3 separate regions of the Mus musculus genome follow, and all the other regions are linked to region 3. Evidence: chromatin contacts called from public HiChIP or PLAC-seq data. All regions are on one chromosome and are shown on one strand. Each heading gives the region's core, a stretch centred on a gene start, on an enhancer-like site or on the middle of the called end of the contact. The rest is flanking DNA. Distances are from core to core; before and after follow the strand shown. Region 1 has its middle 21 kb from the start of S1pr1. Region 2 holds the start of S1pr1 (sphingosine-1-phosphate receptor 1). Region 3 overlaps Dph5 (diphthamide biosynthesis 5).

The links. HiChIP or PLAC-seq counts read pairs in DNA pulled down with a chosen protein or histone mark.
Region 1: an H3K27ac HiChIP or PLAC-seq map of the HPC-7 cell line shows a contact between it and region 3, with 6 times the contacts expected there. The contact joins two enhancer-like sites. A contact is called at or near these places in 1 of 15 datasets of contacts at CTCF or cohesin (large pre-B cells), 2 of 484 Hi-C or Micro-C datasets (the G1E-ER4 cell line and embryonic fibroblasts), 5 of 115 datasets of contacts at active chromatin or transcription factors (the HPC-7 cell line, embryonic stem cells, memory CD8 T cells and 1 more) and 4 of 9 other capture datasets (adipose tissue, embryonic stem cells, liver and 1 more).
Region 2: an H3K27ac HiChIP or PLAC-seq map of the HPC-7 cell line shows a contact between it and region 3, with 8 times the contacts expected there. The contact joins the promoter of S1pr1 here to the enhancer-like site in region 3. A contact is called at or near these places in 4 of 39 promoter capture datasets (the C10 cell line, the HPC-7 cell line, cranial neural crest and 1 more), 1 of 15 datasets of contacts at CTCF or cohesin (large pre-B cells), 21 of 484 Hi-C or Micro-C datasets (B cells, the C10 cell line, the C2C12 cell line and 15 more), 18 of 115 datasets of contacts at active chromatin or transcription factors (the HPC-7 cell line, bone marrow-derived macrophages, craniofacial prominence and 14 more) and 4 of 9 other capture datasets (adipose tissue, embryonic stem cells, liver and 1 more).

The regions. Positions count from the first base shown.
Region 1 is chr3:115,691,591-115,695,561 of GRCm38.p6, forward strand. No RefSeq gene overlaps it. Among named protein-coding and RNA genes, the nearest start is that of S1pr1, 21 kb to the right of the region's middle. Within about 2 kb of position 2,006, at least 58 of the 459 cell types and tissues checked have an H3K27ac peak or open chromatin away from gene starts, as enhancers often do. A contact at or near this core is called in the HPC-7 cell line, where this site is marked.
Region 2 is chr3:115,712,256-115,716,598 of GRCm38.p6, forward strand. S1pr1 (sphingosine-1-phosphate receptor 1) reads right to left here and starts at 2,800. Exons shown (of 2, transcript NM_007901.5): 1 at 2,454-2,800; 2 at 1-859. The coding sequence starts at 688.
Region 3 is chr3:115,901,095-115,905,030 of GRCm38.p6, forward strand. The region is part of intron 4 of Dph5 (diphthamide biosynthesis 5); the gene reads left to right. Among named protein-coding and RNA genes, the nearest start is that of Dph5, 15 kb to the left of the region's middle. Within about 2 kb of position 1,652, at least 82 of the 459 cell types and tissues checked have an H3K27ac peak or open chromatin away from gene starts, as enhancers often do. A contact at or near this core is called in B cells, the G1E-ER4 cell line, the HPC-7 cell line and 2 more, where this site is marked.

The DNA.
Region 1 (3,971 bases), core at 756-3,255, 210 kb before region 3:
TCAATGTCCTACTTCAAACTTTCCAAAAGCCAAGTTTCACACACACTTGGTAAAGGGATTTCTTGAGCATTTCTATGAAGCAGTTGTCTTAGAGACTTCACAGGGTTTTTACTACAGGGAAGTGTGGAGGGGCAAGGAGGGAAGGCCACCTACTCGTCACTCAAATTTACTCGGGTGAAAGCTGTATGAAGACATGATACAAAAGCTTGCCCTTTGTGGGCTGGTTAGTAGTTTGAGGCTAGTCTGGGCTATGTAGTAAGATCATGAATCAAAAATAATCAAGCAAAGTACACACACACACACACACACACACACAAAGAAAAAGGAAGAAAGAGGGAGAAGGAGAGGGGAAGAAAGGGGAGAGGAGAAAAGAGGAAAGGAAGACTTGCTAATTGTTAATCTGAAGAATTGTGAAGCGTGTGTGTGTGTGTGCGCGTGTGTGTGTGTGTGTGTGTGTGTGTGTGTGTGTGTGTGTGTGTGTAATTGTTATGAGACACTAATGGTGAAGGTTGTCTAATTGTTACCTCTCTAGCCCTTCTGAGGTTGGCCCAGGAAAGGAAAGTTTTGCTCTGAAGGCCCAACAGTTGTCACTATTGAAAAATCTCCCTAAAGACACTGAACAGGGATGGCCCAGTGTGCAATAGGCTCCCTTTCAAACCTAGGGATGGAGAAACTCCTTTGAGGTTCCTCCAGGCAATAGCGAACCGTCTCTTTACCACTCAAAAAACTCTGCTTGCTTAACACAAAAACTAAACATCAGAAGATGCACAAAAGAGGGATCCTCAAAAGCACTAATTAGCGAAGTCTGAGGTGACTGGACTGCAGCGGACACCAGACAGACTTCCTATATCTCCAGCCCAGAGCAGACAGAAAGAAGGCCATGTCTGTCAGGGCCCAACTGCTGAATTTTGACCAAACCCAACTAGAGAACCCCAAATCACACCCACACAACAGAAAACCACAAACACCTACAGGGCAAGTAGCAACAAGTAGACAGGGGCAGACAGCAGGGGCAGGCAGGCAAGAGCCTAAGGACTCAACTTCTCCCTTCTACCAGGGCCTTACATAAACCACAATCCCTCCCCCATGCTCTAGGCGCTTAGAGGAAGACGGTGGCGGATGAACATTTTATCCCAAGGATTACATCAGCAGATCCTGGAGAGGATGGCCTTTGTGTGTGTGTGTGTGTGTGTGTGTGTGTGTGTGTGTGTGTGTGTGTGTGTGTGCCTATGAAGTTTGAACCCAGGGCCTTATGCATGCTAATCATGGCTTCAGTCACTGACCAATATCTGTCAGCTGGATTGTATTTTATGTTGGGATTTTGTTGTTTATTTTTTTGGCACGTTTTTATATGGAACCTAAGCTAACCCAGAACCCACAATGCCTCCCAACTTAGTTTCCAGGGCTCTGGGATTACAGGTCTACACCCTCACAAAGAATGGGCTCTTCTCGGCTGTTTACATCATAGCATTTCCCTCCACCCCTCCACGGGAAGGAAGGGCTTGGGAGGGAATCCAGAATTCTTTAGACTAAATAACATGCATATTTTTGCACCTCCTAATTGTAACATAGATAAAAGCTACAGTCCCCAGCACTCATTCACTTTTGGGTTTCATGAAAAAAAAAAAAAAAAAAAGACAGTCTAAGCACAAAACGTCATTGTTGACTGGCAGAACTTCCAAAGGAATGAGTTCTTTGAAAGACCAGAATAGTCTTCCTATGTGGTCTGGCTTTAGGAGAGCTCATCTGGGGAAAGGAGAGGAGGAGACAAGGAAATGGCTGTGGCAAGGGTCTAGCCTGTTTTCTTCATGACTGTGTGCAGAATAGTAAATCCCCGATAAACCCTTGCTAAAAGAGCAACGAGCATTTGAGAATCTGCCTGTGCCAGCCATTGAGAAGCACAGTCCTATCTAATTCATTAAAAAGCATGGTCCTTTCTAGTTCTCTCCACAGCCTGGGAAGCCGGAACTCTTATCACTAGTTGATAGATCCGGATGTGGATTCGGGTAGGGGAGTGTAGCTCAGTTGGTGGACGGTGTGCAGGAAATCCTGGGGTTCCTCTCCAGAGCCATGTAAAATTATACGTGGTAGTTCACGCCTGTCATCGCAACACTTAGGAGGAAGAGAAAAGAGGATCAGAATTTCAAAGTCATACATAGCTACACGGAGCGTTCAAAGTCAGCCTGAGCTCCGTAAGACTCTGTCACCAAAAGGAGTGGTGGGGTGGGCAGTGAGATGGACCGAGGGGGGAGTGTCCTTGCATTCAAGCTGGATAATTTGAGGGTGATCCCCAGGACCCACACTGTGAAGAAACACCTCCTGCAGCTTGTCTCCTACTTCCACAGGTACATCATGGAGCTAGAGCATACACCACCACACACACACACACACACACACACACACACACACACACACATGCACACACTTATAAACAAATAAATATGAACAAACATATTGAAAAAAGAAAGGAAAGCAGGGAGAGAGAGAGAGAGAGAGAGAGAGAGAGAGAGAGAGAGAGAGAGAGAGAGAGAGAGAGAGAGAGAGAGAGGCTGGAGAGATGGGCTAAATGTTAAGAGGGCTTGCTGTTCTCACAGAGGACTAGAGTTCAAATTACCACCCAAGGTACCAATCTGACTAAATCTGAACAAACTCCGGCCAGGAGCTGTGTCACCTACAAACGCAAACACAACAGCTCATTTTTGACCACTGTTAATAGGACTATGGTTGCAAAATGGCTTGGAGAAAGAGGAAGAAGAAAGTTATCGCAAGCCACCTATCTCTACAGCTCACATGGCCTGTAATTAATTTGAGCTCCATTGGACCAAGCACGATCCTCTGACCTCTGAAGGCAGCTGCATTGATGTGCGTGCATCACCCACACAGACAGACACATGTATATGCAATCACAAAAATCAAAATATAGCTTAAGAAAGAAAGAAAGTGTGAAATTAATTGGAGTTTAATATTTTTCCTGGGCCACATTTAGTAAACAATATGCTAGGAATAGGATACAAAAATAGGCCAAACTATCCACTGTGAGTCTTGTTTTGTTTTGTTTTGTTAGGTTTTGTTTTGCTGTTTTATGTATTTTTCTTTTAAGTAGATAAAGTCTTCATATGGAAGAAACTTTAATGATACTTTTGTCTTTTATAGGAAAAGATACTTTATTTTATAGGAAAAATTCTGATGTTTTCTGTGGTAACTGGATTACACACACACACACACACACACACACACACACACACACACACACACACACCTTAAAAGCAAAAAGAATACACAATAGTTTTTCCCTGCCAGGTGTGGTAGAGCTGAAACATTTGCAAAGCTGAGACAGAATGGCTGTGAGCCTCAGGATAGCTTGAACTATCTAGTGGTAGGTGAAGGTCTGCCTCCAATAGTAAAGAGGAGAAAGAAAGATTCTTGCCGCTGCCCTGACCTCTCTGAGAATGCAACATTGATGTTGTAGCTAGTGTAGAGCTAGGTTCAAATGCTACTAATTGCCTGGATAGAAAGAAGTCAGGAGCAGCAGAAAGGACTGTGCAGAGAATCGAAATGAAATTCCGCAGGGGGGGGGGGGGTGTGGAAAAGGGAAGACATGACCCTAATCAGCACTTTAACTGAAATAAGCACTTTTTAAGGTCAAAAGAACCCTTGAGCTTTGTGCAATCAAGGCTTAAGAAAACAAAATGGGCCAAATTGCATAAAAATAAGTCCTTTCTTGGATTTCCAATGACGTCAGAAACCACAAAAGACTTCACCATCCATTCAAATTACAGCCTTCTCTTTCTGCCTCTGGTGAGATGCTTGGTCAAAAACCATCATCTGTTCATCTACATTAGCATTCACCACACCCTTCAGCTTTGATCTCCTGCTCTCTCTAAATTCAGTCACCCTGAAGCCAGAGAGCAGAATCACTGTCAGTCCCAAGATTTGCATTCCAAGGTTCTAAAGAAAATCTGGCTAGATCT
Region 2 (4,343 bases), core at 1,550-4,049, 190 kb before region 3:
TCCTGACCAAGGAGTAGATCCTGCAGTAGAGGATGACGATGGAAAGCAGGAGCAGAGTGAAGACGGTGGTGCAGAAGAGAATATAGTGCTTGTGGTAGAGCGGGAGCACGGTGGAGCAGCTAGACAGCGAGCTGATGCAGTTCCAGCCCATGATGGGCAGGCCCCCCAGGATGAGGGAGATGACCCAGCAGGCGCTGATCAGCAGAAAGGAGCGCGAGCTGTTGCTCCCGTTGTGTAGTTTCATCTTCAGCATGGTGATGTAGCGCTCAATGGCGATGGCAAGGAGGCTGAAGACTGATGCAGAGAGAGCCACAAACATACTCCCTTCCCGCAGAAACCACTGGGCAGGTGTGAGCTTGTAAGTGGTGGCCCCAGACAACAGCAGGTTAGCTGTGTAAGCCACGCCTGCTAATAGGTCCGAGAGGGCTAGGTTGCCTATGAAATAGTACATGGGCCGGTGGAACTTCTTGGTTTTCCAAATAGTTAGCAAGACAAATATATTCTCTAGGATGATGAAGCAGCAGATGAGAATGAACACCACTGAAGTCAGTTTAATGCCATGGTCCTTCTCCGCCCCGATGTTCAACTTGCCTGTGTAGTTGTAATGCCGGACTATGATATCATAGTTCCCATAGTCAGAGACTGAGCTGCGGAGAGCTTTAACCTCCGGGATGCTAGTGGACACCATAGCTGCTAATTGTGTCCCCAGGAGCCTGGGGTGGTATTTCTCCAGGCAAACGCTAGAGGGCGAGGTTGAGTGAGCCTTCAGTTACAGCAAAGCCAGGTCAGCGAGCAATCCAATGCTTTTTTCTTTTATGGAGCTTTTCCTTGGCTGGAGAGGCCTCCGAGAAACAGCAGCCTTAAACAAGTTACAAAGAAAAGAATCAGGGAAAATGCCCAGCACACTAGCATAATTCATTCTAGCCAAGGCATTGCTCCAACTTTGTTGATGATTTGTTTTAAGGATACAGGACACAGGGAGGATTTTTTTTAACTCAAATGGTCATTTCTATTAACAAAACAAAAATAAACAAACAAAAGAGAAATGAAGTTAGAAAGAGAGGTAGAAAAAACAATTTACCCAGACTCTGAGGAGACAAAACCTTCCCTTGGGTCACTAAATCCACCAAGATGGAAATGAGAGCCACCCATTCTAGTTTTCGAGCCCACGCCATTTCCACTGGCATTGCCACGTTCAGTGTCCAGCCCTGAGATTCCTTCAAGCGAAAATCGACTGCTTGCTCACAGAAGGCACCAACTGCCCATTCTGGGTGCAGGGCAGACATGCATACCCCAACACACACACACACACACACACACACACACACCTCGAAGAGACCAGCCCACCTTCTCATTACCATGCCAAAAAAAAAGTAGCTTTGTAGGAGGTCATTTGACAAGTAAGCCGTTTTCTGGGCTCTATTAATAACTCCCTAGGAGCAGGTGTGCTGAGGGTCCGATGGTCAGAGGGTAAAGCGAGGTGTGGTGTGGGCCGCCAGGCCTTGAAGTAAACAGGAAAGCTTGGCGCCTCCGTGAAGCAACTGCCTATTCTTCTTTTTAAAACTTCTGTCTTTACTCCTCCGCCTCACCCAACCGCCCCACAAGTTCATTTATTACGTTTAAAGGTATTCACGGAGAACCCCTCCTAAGAGATTGCAGCAAATCCTAGACGTTTCTCCATGAACTGATTGCTTAAGAAAGTTTTAACTTTAGCCAACGCTTACTTGCACACACACACACACGAAAGTCACCCTGCTAGCGATAACGAAGCACGCCACTTTGTTTTAACTTCAGGTACATTAATTTCCAGAAACACATACTGCTAAGTTTGCATGGGCACTTTTAACTTCCTCCGCTCCCCACACCCCCAACATTGCCTCCTCTCAACAGAACTAGCAATCCCTAAAGGGCACACAGCACTACTTAAGTTGGACACACAGCACTAAATAAGTACTCTAAAGTCTGCACAGTAATTGATCAACTCTATAACAAATGAGGGGGGAGGGGACCCTAGAGACATTGTAGTCATTTCTGTGACAAAAGCTTACGAAACTCAACATTTCTCCACTCTTATCGCTACAGTCCATTCTCAGGCAATGGAAATTATTGGCGTGGTGCCTGATAATTTTGTCTACAGGATTTCAAAAAAAAAAAAATAATAATAATAAGCGTCTTCCCTTTTCTCCGTTCTAATGAATCACAGCTTCTCTAGCATGCCCTCCCCCAGTCGTTTCTATAATTTGGAAATTAATCTTTTTTTTTTTCTAACTTCATAAACTCCGTGCCCCAAGAAGAAGTCAGTCAAGAAGGACTCCATAGCATCTTGGTGATGCCCGGGTTCGTTTTGCTTTGTTTTTTCTCAAAGTTTTTGTTTGTTTCGTTTGTGTTTAAAGGTTCGTTCTTGACACCTGGACGCCCCATAGCCGGAGCCTGCGAGGCTCACAACCCCCTACCTCGCTCAAGCCGGACGAAGCTGCGTCCGCAGGACTCTGGGTCTACACCGCGCGATCCGCATCTTGCTGCTGTCGGCGACTGACGGCGACCAGCTCACTCGCAAAGTTCCCTGAGCTGGGGTCCCCTCCCTCCTCAGCGGTGCACTCCAATGGCCAGCCCTGCCTGCGCTGCCCGCACCACTTTTGCAAGACGAAGTCTCTGAGCGCCCCGCCGAGGCTGGGTGGCTCCTCTAGGAAGGGACTGGGAGGGGTTAATGCTTTTAACTCCTCCGCCCTCTGCCAGCGGCAGGGGGCCCCTCAGGGTCTGGGCTGCTAAGAAGCAGCCTCCCAGAAAGATCTGGGGCAGAGTGACTAAAATAAAACCAAATGAATAGGAGCCCCTCCGCCCCAACCAGCAGAGAGAAGGGAAGAGAAGGGGCGGAGCCTGGCAGCTCCTAAATTCTAATTCACACAGCTTCCCGCAGTCCCCAGCGCGGGACGGACTCTGAAACTAGGCATGGGGATCCCTGGGAAAACTTTTCTTCGTTAAAAATCTTAGAGGACAGAGGACAAGCCTGCACTTGGTAGAGGAGCTTTCTGGTCCCAGACCCCACAGCCCTGAGGATCCGTGTAGCCCGAGTGGTCCGGTGCCCTGGGGGCCACTTCCACGCGGTCAGGGGAAACCCGAGCCACTGCCCGGAGAGCCGCAGCCACGCCGCAGAGAGGGGATCCTGAGAAGGTCGGAGGAGAGCAGCCCCGAAGTACTGAAAAGCTTCTGTCCTCCACCTCCTCTTCCTCCACCCCCTCCACTCCGATCCTGGTGAAGCCTTGAAACTTGCGGTCTGGTGGGCAGAAAGTGGCTTTCCCCGGGTGCACGGTGAAGTGGGCCAGTGCTGTGCTTGATGTTGGACCGGGGGTTCCCCTCTCTCAGCTGACCGCAAAGCCAGGCGGTGTGCCCCAGATTCTGGGAAGCTCAGAGGCCTTTGAGGAGGTGGGCTGCTGCCCTGGCCTCAGAGATTTAAACAATCCAGCAGCAGTTCAGGAATGTCCACAGGGGAAAGAGGTTGCCTGTCCTTTCACTGGCCAGTGCCTACAGCCCCCTGCCTAAAGCTGGACCCCTCTTCTCTCCCTGTCTACGTAGAGATAACTAAGAGATCCCCAAATCTAAGGAATTGCACCTTGTCCACATTTTTCTACTGTTAGATAATGCTAGATTGAGGCTGAAGAGGCCTTGGTCAGATTTGTCTGAGTAGCAGATGGAGGCCTTTATGCCTTGTCTGTCTGTCCTTCTGTTAAAAAGTGGTTCCACCCAAGTCCCCTGTTCTCACTGCCTTCCCACCCTGAGCAGATGTGATCACAAAACTTCCTCTGCTGTGCAGTTTCAATTAACAGACACACCCTGTACCTGAATGACTCAAGAGAGACAGAAGAAACAAACAACAGACCCCTACCTTCTGGGATTTTATGAGCTTGCAAAAAAAAAAAAAAAGTAGCTGTTAATTCATATTTGCCTAGAAGCACTCATTGACAGTTTCCTACCTTACCTACCCACAAACTACAGATCTTGCAAAACAATATGGAAACCAAGATAACAGCCGTCCAGTCTCCTCCAGAAAAGACAGAGTTTGAGACTGGTTTCATTTGAAAGAGGAGATAACTTCTGTCTATCGCAGTGCTGCAGAGGCAAGGAGTTAGCTTCCCCTTCTCCCACTAACAATTTATGAGGTCTTTAAAGGGGAACTGTGCACTTTGTTGTCCCAAGATGTGATGGCCACTGTCCCATGAAGCAATGGAGTAGCATGGGCCGTTCTACCCATGAGCAATCCCTCAGCCCTGAGAGACCTGTAGATTGTCCAGGTAGTATGTGGCAGAGATGGGTCACCAAATTTAAGTTGTCTTGCCTGTCTGCTC
Region 3 (3,936 bases), core at 402-2,901:
TTCTGAGTTGGTAACAGAGATAGAAAGAAAAGAAATAAAAACAAACTTAAAAAAAAAAAACAACCCTTCCCTTTGGGCAGTAATACCTTGAAAGATTTAATGGTTACTAAAAACAAAAAACAAAAACAAAAAAATCAAAACAAAAAACCACACAAGAAGAAATAAATTAACATGTGATTTAAAAAAATGACACAGAAATATCAGATTAATGGAGTATACACTTTTCATGTTGGTTTTAATTTTCGGCCTTGTGAAGAAAGTAGCCCTTTATTGTGTTTCCCCACAAGTATTGTTTTTGTTTTATTTTCTTAAACATTAAAAACCAAATACCTCCAACAGTATCTGTTGTGCAGACTAAGGACTAAATTTGCTCGCCCTGTCCTTACAATCTTGGATTGTATCAAGAGGTGACTGAAGAGGTCTGTTTGGGAAGGGATTTGCTGTGAGATTTGACCGTTTCCTTATAAGCCCCTGAGATTGTATTTACACTTAATATATTGCTTTAAAAGATTTAGCTTTCATGATTGACTATGTCTTTCTCTAGACAGCTGTGACTCTGTCCCCGTCTTATGTCATAGTATCTGTCTGTGAAATGATAGCGTCTGTGCGGAGCCGGCTGTGCCCTACTCCTCTGCAGAGCCATCTCGAGCTCCAAGAGCATTTACATTTTAGCGAGTACTCAAGTGCTGCTGCATCTGTAGGACACGCCTTGAGAACCACCAACACAGGCCAGTGAAGGACTTAGAAAGTGAACGTATTGACTGAGAGAGCAGAAGCTGCCTACCAGAACTACACCTGCCACGTGGAGGATGTTAGCGGGCTCTTCCCTGTGTTCTCTTGCTTAAGATTGCAAAGGGAAGTAGGTTTCACTTTTGGGAGGTGTCCTGACATCTCTGAATGCTTTGCCACAATTTCAAAAACAGGCATCAAGTTGTTGTAACGAAGGCCTGCTTGGAGTGCCGTGGAAGACCTAGCAAACATGCCTCCTGTCATCTTCACCTCAGTGCAGAGCAGCTACAGACTCCAAACCAAGAGTAGGCACAGGCTTTTCCACTGTCGGTTTGTCGCCCCTCTGAAGCTGGTCTGTTTTTGTTATTTTCTGAAGGAGCTGGCAAGGGCTGTTCAGAAATAGAGTAGACTACTGAGTAGTCTCCTTATCTTGGTAGTTTATTGGACAGCGGGAGATTGTTGTAGGTCAGTGTTATTGATGGCAGTGGAGGGTCGTAGGGTTCTGTACCACAAGTATCATCCTTAGTGAGCATTTCTGTTTTAGAAGCTTACAAGTTAGACATCCATTCAGCAAATACTGTATCTCTCCTCAGTGCCTGCTGGGTAAGCGCCTTGGGATGCAGTAATGAACCTGTCCTCCAGGACCTTGCGGATGGTAGTCTAACTTCCTCATTCTTGTGAACTTCCCCTTTCTCTGGCCGTTGCCTAAGTATTGCCATGTGTCCCTTTGTTTATGTAATGCACGTCTACTCTAGAAAAGTGTAGATCACTTTCAAAAAGTAACAGGCTGTTTTCTGTTTTCATCCCATGACACTAATACTTGTTACTGTTGATGTGTAGCATTCCTAATGTTAGGCTTCCCAGCTTCAGGTAGCTTCATTGTGGGCTAGGACACATGTATGTAGTAATGGATGGAAATACAGCACCGCAAAGGGACACTGAGCTGGGTAATGAGGAGAGCAGAGCTCTGCATAGCCGTCGCCACAGAACTCACCTAAGCTCTGTCTTAGTATTTAACAACTCATTAGCATAGTTATTAAACATTTTCTATTCCCATTAACTTTCTTTTTTAATTTTTATTTAACTTTATTTTGATTTCGTTTCTATTTTTATTTTCCTTCAGTGTAATTTGCCTTTTAATTTGTGTGTGTGGTGGGGTGCATGTGTGTCATAGTAAATACATATAGGTCATGTGACAGCTTGTATTATAGGTTCAGTCCTTCCACCATGTGCATCTCAGGGGTCAAAGTCAGGTCATTACAGTTAGAGAGAGGCAGGTGGCTTTACCCTCTGAGCCAGCTTGCTGGCCCTTGGTTTAATTTTCTGAGACATGGCCTGGTTATATGGCTGAGGCTGGCTATGAACTTGCCATCTCTCTACCTTAGTCTCCCAAGTGCTGACATGCCATGTGTACCACCACTGCTCCTCTACCCACTGTTTTCGAGCACCGAGTCATCGCTCTTTCTAGATTGTGGGTCTCACTGAGCTGTTCTGCTCAGACAGCTCGGCAGATGCCTCTCCCATGTGCAGTGTCAGGGGTCACAGATGCCTCTCCCACGTGCAGTGTTGGGGGTCACAGATGCCTTTCCCATGGGCATTGTTGGGGTCACAGATGCCTCTTCCATGGGCAGTGTCGGGGGTCACATAGTTACTATCAGATCTTTAGCTTACTCACCTTCACATTCCCCATTGCATTTATCACAGCACCATAAAAACAGCCTATGTAAAACCGGTATTTCCTGAGGCAGACTGCTTATGTGTCTTCTGCTTTCCAAATCTGTTATTGTCTTTGAAGTAATATGCTTTAAAATAGAATTCTTTATAGTTAGTCCACAAATGGATTCCCACTTATATATGAAATCAAGATTTTTATAGTTCTTCTCTGACATGTCATAGTCAACATATGTACCTCATATGTAACCATATTTATCATCTTAGTATCAGCAAAAATCAATGTAATATCATTGAAATAAAGTTCATTCTGGATAAGAGCAATGACAACAAAATGTCTCCAGGATCAGTACTCTGAACAGACAAGAAAACTAGTCGTTCTTGAGTCTGTGGGTTTGTGGTGGGCAGTTTGGGCTGACTTTGCTTTCTCTTCGTGTTCACGGATTTAACATGTGGAACCTAATGGATTTCTTTTAAGCAAATTACAATTTCTAATATATATATAATATATATATATATCTCACATTTAAGAAAACAGTAAACCACAGAAAATATTTTAAATACAAGATAACAAGTGTTAAATCCTAATAGAGTAGAGTTTTACAGAGTACCTGTACTGGGTACTTGTACTGTACACGATGGCTCAGGAGGTAAAAGCGCCCAGAACCTACAGTGTGGAAAGAGAGCCAGCTTGCACAGGTGGTCTTTGTGTGCCACATGCATGTCTGCACATGTGTGCATACACACGAAATAGATGCATAAATGTAACAGTGCTGTGTCTGGACTTGTGAGTAGATGGCACTGGTGGTAGCAGTGAGGTGACTTTGAGGCTGTCAGAGCCATTCAGACAAGTGGTGTCAGGGGCGCAAAGCAGTGGAGAGCTGTTTGAGTAGTCAGCATCCTTGGGACTCATGCAGCTGGAGTAGATGGGACTGGGTGCTGGGGAAGCTATCAGAAATGTGAGCTGCAGATTAGAGGCCGGCCAGGCACAGCTCGTCTTTCTAGGTAATTGTTTAAGACCCCTGTCCGTAGTCCATCCTCATTCTTCCCCGTGCTCACCCTGCACCTTCATCCCTTTTCCTCTTTAACTTTCACTTCACAGTCTCTTTCTGGACTCTTTCGGGGGCTTTTTCTCTGAGTGTGGCAAATGTCCTCTCAGAATAGGTAGTGTCCACGTGTCATATCGGCAGGGCCGGGTTACAGCCTGGCAGTCATCTTCCTTATGCATCCTCCCCCTCCGTCTCAATAGTGAGTACCTTACACGGTGGCTGGTTGGATGGATGAAGGGTTCTGTCTTCCTGATTTTGTTTTTCTTTTTTCTTTAGCAAAACATGATCCAGCATCAAGTTAGATTGGCTGCTTTCTCTCTAAGTTATTGCAGATGAAAGCAGAACAGATCTATGTTTCCCCTAGTATTTCTGAAAAAATAGCTGCTTTTGTAGTTTCCAAACTTAGGTTTAAGCAGTAACATTGCCAGATCTGAGACAATAATATTGTCGGGAAGAATGGTGGTAGCACACAGGCCAGAGCTGTAAG